2 separate regions of the Mus musculus genome follow, and region 1 is linked to region 2. The links are chromatin contacts, called in public Hi-C maps. All regions are on one chromosome and are shown on one strand. Each heading gives the region's core, a stretch centred on a gene start, on an enhancer-like site or on the middle of the called end of the contact. The rest is flanking DNA. Distances are from core to core; before and after follow the strand shown.

Region 1 (4,625 bases), core at 1,954-4,453, 350 kb after region 2:
CCAACTTTCACTTTCTTCCTTTAGCTTCCCTCACAGTCTAGCTTGGCTTTAGTTTGTTTTGCTCCAGCAGTATTTTGTTGTTTGTTTCTGTTAGCAGTATTTTTAACTTAGTTTAGTACAGAGCGGGTAGAATCCCCCTTTGGGGACTAACATCATGTCTCTTTGGGAAGGAAGGAAGATGACACACAAAAGGGATTCTTTTCTGTGTAGTCTGATAATGGCTAGAAATTCACTCCCATGAAGCTGGAGTAGCTGTCACTTTGAACCAAAGGACAAGCTTCCGGGCTTGCAGATCAAGGTAGAGTCAAACTAGCTGTTGACCCAGAGGTCAGGCCTGCATGTATCAGCCCATCCTCCGGAGACTGGGAAGGCACTGCGCCCACCCCCCACCCCCTCCCCAAGGGTTGGTGCTATCCAGCCTTCCTAGATCCTCCCTCAACACTTCCCTACCCTGCTTGCTTTCTCCTGGCTTCTTTATCACCTTTCTTTTTAGAAGAGCTTGTTCACTCAGGAATGGGACTGATTTGGTGAAGGCTGACTTATCAGCTAAGATATGCTATGCAGGATACCTAATTTAAACCAATGTGATAGTTGCTCTCCCACAGCGGGAGACACTGGACAATGTTCCTGGGTAGGTTTGTCTCTCCACTGCCCTGTTAATTCTAGTCTTTGCATAACTTCTCAGTTGGGCTCCTTAGCTAAGGAGCCTCCAAATAAGCACTTAAGCAGTAATGAGCAGGAGTTCTGCTTCTTAGGTAGATCGAGAGATCAACACTTTGTCTCCCGGTGAATTTTTTGGTTAGGTTACTGAATGAAAAATTTTATTGAGAATAAATGTTTTATTTCTTATGGAAGATTGCTTCACAAATCAGAGGATGGGGGGGGGGAGGTGACTGGTAAATTAAAGCATGCATGTATAGGGTAAAGGTGTAGATTTAAATACCATCAGGCTGCCTAAGTAGATAGAGATAAATTCTACTCATTTGTTTTTCTTATAAATGAGGTACTGATTTGATTCCAATATTTTTGAATAAGTATGTTTTTAACTTTTTCTGCCCCCCACCCCCTTTAATGTTTGTGTCTAAGCTGGCATTTCTATTTATTCCTTAATTTTACTAAAATAACTACAGGTTCGGGTACCCTGCTCCTCCGCGCGCTTCTTTTCCAAAGTAGCCTTAAAATTCTACGACGGATTTTGGAGACTTTGGAGAGGAGATGTGTAAGAGAGCAATGCTGTACTCTTGAGATTCATTCGGCACCTCTCCGAGTGCTGTCTTCCAAATCATTTTGCTCAGTACAATGGTTGCTGTTACTTAAAAAAACCAAGATGCTTGCTTGTGCCCCTATTTCCTGCTTCCGGATCAAGGGAAAGCCAGTAATCCCTGGGTGTCCTGGACTCTAGCCCCTGGTTCCTGGGGAAGAGCGCGCGGCCACCTTGTAGTCTCTCCCTGGGAGCTGAACGTTGATTCGCTGCTGCTGGTGGGAGGAAAAGAGTATTTTATTTTAGTCCCTGGACGCGTGTTTAATTTAATTTAATTTAATTTCTGTGGGGTCTCTTGGCAGCAGAGAAGCAGGTTTCTACATTGGCTTTGATTCCTGAGCAAAGTCCGGACTCTTAGAACCCTGGGAACAGAGGAGGGCTTGGGGAGGGCATTGGGGCATAATGCGTTCGCTACAAAACAGTCCCTTATCTTTTAAAGCTCTTCTAGTTGGGTTCTTGTTTGCAATCCACTCCCCAATTTGACTGCTCTGGCCTTAAGTTCTACTGAAGGCTCACTGGAAGTGAGCCTGCTCTGCTGAGTTCTCCGCCCCGCCCCCCCTCAAGTTTTCCCGGTCCTCTGGAAACAACCAGGGAAGCCGGGGAAGAGTTCCTAGCCATTCTCCGCTGCCGCCCCTATTACCCCAACCCATCCCGTTCGGCTTGGCGTTCTTTATATGCAGGCAGCCCTTGGGAAGATCCCCAGCCGTCCCAGAAAAGCTTCCAGCTGCTAAGCTGCACCGGCGCCGGCTGCTCCCGGGTAGCGGTGGAAGCCTGGGGTGTCCGTGGCGATTGTGTTGGGACTCTCTGGGCTCCCGGCGCACACAAAGGCTAGGCAGTCGCCTGCACCTTCTGCGCGGACAGCGAGCGCCACCCTGTGCCCCGCGACCGCGCTGCAGAGTCCCGAGCCCGCTGCTCTCCAGCCTGACCTTGGGCTCAGCATCCCTCTCCCCTAAGCCGTCTTGCCACTGAGTCTGGCTGACAGAGAAAGCTTGCGGAGGTTTTTTGTTTGTTTGTGTTTGTCTGCCTGTTTGTTTTTAGATTTAGGAATCAGTTTAGCCACCTAGCAGAAAAGAGAGTTGGTAGGAAGGTACAGACTCATGGTACCGTGAGCAGAAATAAACCTTTCTTAAAGCCTTGTACCTAAAACCCACCTCTTTATTATTATTATTATTATTATTATTATTATTATTATTATTATTATTATTACTTTCATTCTCTCTGCTCTCCACTCTATTCTTTGGCCCATTTGATACCAGGGCACCCTAGCAATCTTCTCCAGACCAAATCTTGGTGATATTTTAAGAGACCCAGGAGAAAGATCAACCATTTGGGAAGAGTACCTCATTTGGAGAATGTGCCTGTAGCATGCAGACTGTCTGAGGAAAAGAGCCCGCATTTGGCAAAACTTTTCCCATCATGGACTTTTGTAGACACAGACCTGTGGGTGTTTGTGTTAACTTGGATCTACTTTTTACCCTTGAGATTGGCCAAGGGTCAAACTTGAAGATTATTAATGGCGCCTGTGGACCATTCTGTATTGGTATGAGGCACCCTCAGACTGAGGCTTTGTGGAAACTCTTCTTAAGCAATAACAGAGAAGCACTATGGGATGCACACTTGTGCAAAACAGGGCTCTCATAGTTACTTCTGTAGTTAAAAATTCTTATTTCCATCGACTCCCTACCTATAGCGGGGGAAGGAAAGAAATAAAATACACTTTATTTGGTGTGTAGAGTGCCCATCACAAGTAAAGCAAAGTGATTTGCAGCGGCGGGTACAAGTAATGTGGCCACCCGCAGCTTTAGAACATAATTGACAACTCCCCCTTCAGAGCACCAGTCTCTTCCTTGAAACCAGCTGGTGACGCAAGCCCACTCCCACCCCCCTCCGGTCCGGAAAGCCAGGAAGCTCTGGAATGCATCGTTCTCTCACCCTATTGTGCCTAGGTGTTGCAAACCACTGAAGGACAGAGCTTTGTGCTTTGATCTCATGTCCCTGCTATTCTGTGGCACAGAGGGGTGAGTTTAAATTAAATTTCTTTCTCTGCTGATAAGTTCTAATGGGCCTCAGAAGGTGAATAATTATGCAGTAACATTTCATGGGTTGTTGGAGTGGGAATTCCCACTGCGCTGTCACCAGGAACAGAATGTTCAATGCTAAATGAAGCTTCTCAAGTAAGCCACAAGTGTCTTTCAAATCCCCCTGCAGATAATCTAGGACATTTCTACTTTTATCTTTCTTGCCTCTGCTAAGCAGGGTTATTTTTTCCCTTACATTCAAGTTTTATTGGTGATTTTTAAAAAAGGAAACAATCAATACTTTAAAGATATTTTGTTTTTTAAAGCTGTGACAAATATGACACCGGCAAAAGCTGGGGCAGCATTCTGGGAAAAGGCACACATATCCAGGACAAAGAGCCACCTGAGATTTGCCCTCACTAGGATTTAGGTCTAGTCCTCTCTTGACTTTTATTGAACTAGTGCATTTCTCTTGATGGCCGAAAGTATGAGGCTTGGAGCAACTGAGCTCTTAAGAGGTGATCTGATCACTGGTGTTTTGAAGCCACCCAGTTCTGCACCGACACAATTTAAATGGGTTCTCCACTACAGAAGGTTAAAAGGAAAAAAAAAATGCCTTTGCTGTTCCATGCTACTTAACTAAAGAGGACTAAATCTTTGAGATTTAATTTAATCTTCTGCCAAGCTTGATAAGAATCATCAACAGTTTTCTGTAAATGCGTCATGGGTATTTAATATCAAAAGGAAATCAGACCTTGAACCTAAAAATAAAAGAATTCTAAATTTGTCACTTAAAGCACAATGGAGGCTTTCTTGCTTTTTTTGTATTATTATTATTTTATTATTATTAAGAAAATTCCTTGTTCTCCATTTGTCCCAGTGCTGCATTCCACACCATTTTCCTTGTTTGGCTTCCTTTCTTTAAGTTTCTTCCCTTAGATGAATTGAGCTCCCACAAGCTTCAGGATTTCTAAATCAACACATAGAAACTGGAGCCTGCTTATCAAGTTTTCTCTCCTCTCTTGGCAACCCATTTGAAAGGGCTCAAACAATGAATTGATTTACATCATGCTCACTTCACCCTGAACTCGGTGCGAGTGTTGGAAACATTCAATATTTCACCTTGGGTTACCAATCCTTCCAGCTTTCAAGTTTTTGGCCAGTTCATTTTAAGCCCTGAAACAGAAGGAAAAAAAAAAAAGTAGATGGTCTCCCCATTCTCAGAGTTCAAGTAATTGTCTAATTCAGCTGAAAGTAAAGGATTTGTACTGCCCAATTCTACACCCAGTTTAATGACCCTAATTACCCAGGGACCCTGTCATCAGATTTCTCATCACTTCAGGAAG
Region 2 (4,964 bases), core at 774-3,273:
TACATTAAATAATATTTTTTTTAAAAAGGTGGGTAGTGATAGAGGAAATGCTTGATGCTCCTCTGGCCTTTGCATATGCATTCATGTGCATGCATCTGTGCACACTTCTGCATACCCCACTCACACATCCAATATGCACGATATATACAAAAAATATTGTTTGATTACACCTGGCTAGGTACACTGGTGCACACCTATAACCTCAGTACATGAATGGAAGGAAATCACAAGTTTGAGGCCAGCCTTGGGTATATGAGATTTTTGTTTAAAAAATAATAATAAAATTTTATCAACAAATGTACAGTTTGCTTCATCATTATTCTCTAAAAATTTGTTACATTTGCATGTCATTTACATTGGGTATAATAAACACAGAAGTGGGTAAGAGCGTGTTTATTGTATGTTTTATTCATGAGCCATGGAATTTTATGTGAGGGACATGAACGTCTGGGAATCTTGTCTGTGGGGAGTTCTAAACCACTCCCCAATATTGAGGGGTGACATGTACATTGAATAGACATGAAGTCCTGGTTGAGAATTTCCTTTGCAGTTACTCACCACTACTAATTTTTAATCTATCCTGGATTGCTCTCTACCCCAGCACTTCTCAACCTTGTCACTAATTACACCAGATCATGAGTCCTGGTGATTTTTCCTGAGCCTTGCTGCCTGGTTCCTACCCAGCAGTCAGTTTCCTGGCAACAGTGCCCTTCCACCATTTGATAACCAAAACTATCTCCAGGGCTGAGGATGTAGCTCATAGGACATTTGCTTAGCATGCCTGAAGTCCAGAGCTCTGTCCTCAGAACATTCAGGGGGAAAGGCAATGGTATCTATAACTTGCCTAATATGACTTGGTAACTAAAATTGCTCTTTGCTGAAGATTTGGCACTATGTGCAAAAGTCTTGCTGTGGTAGCACAAGGACTTGAATTCAAATCCCCAACACTTATGTAAAAGCTTAGCATGGCCATATGTGCCTTTAATTCCAGTGCTAGGGAGGCAGAGGCAGGCACATCCCCAGAGATTTGATGCACAGCCTGTATCGCTGAAATGACAAGCCCAGGTTCAGTAAGAGAAGAGGTCTCAAAAAATAAGGTGGAGGGCACCTGAAGTGGACCGACCCATGGCATCTGTGTGCACACCTGCATACACACCTGCATTCACACCTGCATACATATGTGCATATTTACATACACACCACATACACAATTGTACTTGGTTAGCAATCATCATCCTAACTGCTCAAGGTCAAGATTCTGGATGATCAACTGATGGTTGCTAGAAATTAAAACAACTAATGCTGCATCTTCTTACTATTCTTTCCTTCTTGTCCTATGAGGTCAGACACGACGTGCTTATTCAAATCAGGTTGAAGTGATTTGGAAATAATGGCAAACACCGTTTTTCCATTATTGAAGGAGATAGCCTGGGATGGCTCCAGTCTCCCCTTCTACATCTGATGACTAGGTAATTCCACAGATCGTGAGAGCGGGTTTACCTTTGAAGATCTCATTAAGCTTTATTGACCTTCATTTTTACTCACACTGAGAGGTGGTGTGACTGGATCGCTTTTACTCACACTGAGAGGGCACAGTGGTCTGACTGGATCTTGCAGGCCCAGTGGGGAGGCAGCCTGCATAATGATCTTTTGCTGTGGCTTTGTAGCTTTCTTTTTCTCCAGTGTGCTTACTGCTGTAGCAAATGTCCAGTGTCCCAGGTTACTAAGTGAACGGGGCTATTCCAGTCAGGTTTCCTCTAACAGCATGAATCCTGAACCCCAAGGCTGTGGTTTCCTGAGGGTGTCCTTGGCCACTCCAGGAAGGCAAATCATGCTGCATCTTCTCCACCTTCTCCACATCCCAGACTTTCCACCTCTGTCTTTCCTGACACAAGAAAGACCCTTCTCACTGAATGAATGTAATCTCCCTCTGAAAACACACATTTCTGTTGTCTGGGGAGTGAAGCGCCTGCTTCTTGCGTCCCTCCTCTGCTCTGCCTGTACGTTGGTGCACGTCAGAAGCCGCAGAGCAGCTCAGCAGCACGAAACTTTCCTGTTCACTGAGGTGACTAAGTGTCAGCTCCTGAGAGGTGAGCAGAGAATGAGCCAGTGGTTCTTCTGCATTCGTTGCTTATGCTAACAACCCATGACACCAGATGCACTCAGTAAAGACCTACCTGTTTCCTTCTCAGCACCTAAAGAAGCAAGATGTCCATGGTGAGGATGTCCGTAGCTGGAGTGAAGCAGTCCATGGCTTATAGATTCCCCGGCATGGACAAACACTGCACTATGTCCTTGATCTCTACATTAATGACAACATTCTCCACAGCTGACGCACATGGGGAGCTGCCAGCTTGAGCTGGACCAGGCTAAACGACAGAGTACCTGCTGACCCACACAGCATATATCCAAGGGAGCTTCCCGGAGGGAACGGGGGTCCCAGAGCAAGTCCTCAGGTAGGCTATGTCAACTCTAAGCATTTCTGTTCCTCTCTATCACCAGCACAGCCACCTGTGGATCCCTCATGGAGCTGACTGTGCAGAGGAACACAAGGGGTCAAGTTTTGTGTTAACTCACTCAGTAGTCTAAAGTAACCATGAAGAAAGCAGAGATCCCTAGGGAAGTGAAACTACAGGTTAAGAAAATTACACACGCACCTGCCACCTGCTGCACGTGCCTTCAGGGCATCTGTTGAAATAAATTCAGAAAGAGTACCGTACTAACATAGTGCATATTAACACAATAAGGAGGAGAAGCCAGGGTTGAAGTGTCTGAAAAGCCAAGGGATCTGGCTCCCTTACATTTCTTGGACAAAGTTTTCTGTTCCTACCTGTCTCAGTACATAGGACAGAAGCTACACGAAGATGCCACAGTGGACACCCTCACCCCTGCTGTCCCTGCTGTGGAGGAAATGAAAGAAACAGCTTCAGGCAAAGCAGAATTGAGCAATCAAGCAAGCAGGCCTGTGTGGATGTGAGGCCAAAAAGAAAAGCAAAACAATGTGAGCTCTGTGTTATTTTATGCACTGTTTTAAGTAATATTTGGGGGTGGAGCCCCCTGAAATTCTTTCTACTGACTCCTCCACAGATGGCTTTGTAATGGGACTCCAGGTCCTGTGGAAGGCTTGTGGCTTCCTTAGGCTTAAATCAAGTTTCTTTGGTTAACTGGTGCTGAATGACTGCAATAAATACTCCTTGCACCAGCTGACTTCTAGGTATTTAGATACTGCACTGAGTAAAGCAAGCCACGTGTGTTCCTTCGTGGAGCTGAAAGTCCAGCCCGGGATGAACAAAGAATTCAGAGCTCTTACTCGGCTTAAAGCTCAGGTGGGCTTTAAGCCTTTGCTTTGCTGTATTATTCCAACCCAACCCACCAACTAAATCTGTGATGGAAATACTTTGGTCCCATTTCACAGGTGTAGAAACTGAGGCTAAGCAAGATCTGGAGTCAGCAGATCACACTATTTTTTTTCTAGAGGACTGGCTACCAGCAGCAATTAGAAAGGCAAGGCAAGCTCAGTGTGCACTGGAGACTCGAACACCAATGCTACAACCTCTAAGTGTTAGGTCTCAAACCCGGGACAGATGACTGAGGTGTCTATTTAAATTATCAAAGTGGATCTGGCTGCCAGGTTCTTCCTGCACCTGTTATAGGGTTCTCCTGGCTGGTATATGCTGCCCTCCACCCTGAACTTCTCCAGCCTGTGAGCTGAGCTGCCAAACCCTCAGAGGTTCTTCCCTATATAATCCAGCCATCTTGGTTACCCGCCCTCTTTGGCCTCCTGGCTGCTGCACCTGGTTCCCTTGCTCTCCCCTCTCACTTTCCTTCCCCATCTCCCTATGTGGCTCAAGGTCATGTCCACTCTGGACTCCCCCAGATGTCCCTGCCTCTGGCTATGCTCTCCCACATCTGGCACATTAAAATGTTTCCTCCACCATACCTAGGGACAGCAGCCATGCCCCTTCTCTTCCCTCTCCTTCCTTCCTTCCTCCCTCCTCCCCTCCCTCCCTCCTTCCTCCCTTCCTTTCTCTCTTTCTCTGTTTTCTTCCAATTTACCTGGAGCAGAAACCCAGGACCAGTCATGTTTGCTTTCTTTCTTCTTTCTTCTTTCTTTCTTTCTTTGTTTCTTTCTTTCTTTCTTCCTTCCTTCCTTCCTTCCTTCCTTCCTTCCTTCCTTCTATTTTCTGTTTTGATTCAATAAGGGATGTCGTTGAGCACAGCAAGAGAACACACCTCTCCTCACCCATGCACAGCCCCTGTGTCCACTGTCCTTGAAGACCACATTTCCTTGTTCCGTTGTCTGACGTAAATCTACTCCTGACACTACCAGGGAACTTAATTTGTTCACTCTGTGCCTAGGAAAGAGAGTTTTGTTCTCTGCTGGACCCCTTCCTCGGGGGACTCTTGTGTTCATGAGGAAACAGAACAGAGAGTTAGTTTTACATGATGTGGTTGCAAGAGAAAGTTTCAAGAAGGGAGCAAACTTTGTAGGGCCAAAACATCAATGACAAGATAAAACAGAAATGTCTACATTGAGGGTGCCACCCGAACATCAACGTACACATCTATTACACGTCAAATAGCAACAAGAAGAACCACAGAAGTGACCACACACAGCCAGAGGCATAGTGTTGCAGTGAGAACAAAGACAGCCATAAATATTCCTGGGAGCCAATAAAAGAAGATGAAGAAGGAGGAAAGGGGGGGGGGGGAAAGAAAGAAAGAAACCCAGAAGTGGTTAGCTCTCCAGTGTAATGGGCTCCATAAAAGCTTTCATTGTTAAGGGAGTCGCTTTAGTAAGAGGTATATGAAGAAAGCTGAATGAATGTGAGAAATTGCATGTAATAACCAGAGCCCAAAGATGATTATCAACCTCTGAATCCTGTATTTTGGAGCTAGTCAGTGCTGCTATTAGAAGATTGCCATTGTAAGTTAAAGAAAAGCTTGTGCAGTACTTTCCTCCC

Evidence for each region. Hi-C and Micro-C count contacts between places; a contact is called where the count stands out from the background.
Region 1: a contact with region 2 is called in a Hi-C map of epiblasts, with 2.1 times the contacts expected there. The contact joins two enhancer-like sites. A contact is called at or near these places in 9 of 39 promoter capture datasets (the 3T3-L1 cell line, 3T3-L1-derived adipocytes, cranial neural crest and 4 more), 3 of 15 datasets of contacts at CTCF or cohesin (the NIH/3T3 cell line, pro-B cells and stem cell-derived epiblast-like cells), 8 of 484 Hi-C or Micro-C datasets (embryonic stem cells, epiblasts and extraembryonic endoderm stem cells), 10 of 115 datasets of contacts at active chromatin or transcription factors (craniofacial prominence, embryonic forebrain, embryonic hindbrain and 5 more) and 1 of 9 other capture datasets (embryonic stem cells).

Annotation. Positions count from the first base shown.
Region 1 is chr12:118,853,193-118,857,817 of GRCm38.p6, forward strand. No RefSeq gene overlaps it. Among named protein-coding and RNA genes, the nearest start is that of Sp8, 8.3 kb to the left of the region's middle. Within about 2 kb of position 3,204, at least 45 of the 459 cell types and tissues checked have an H3K27ac peak or open chromatin away from gene starts, as enhancers often do. A contact at or near this core is called in epiblasts, where this site is marked.
Region 2 is chr12:118,506,533-118,511,496 of GRCm38.p6, forward strand. No RefSeq gene overlaps it. Among named protein-coding and RNA genes, the nearest start is that of Gm25577, 4.0 kb to the left of the region's middle. Within about 2 kb of position 2,024, at least 8 of the 459 cell types and tissues checked have an H3K27ac peak or open chromatin away from gene starts, as enhancers often do. A contact at or near this core is called in epiblasts, where this site is marked.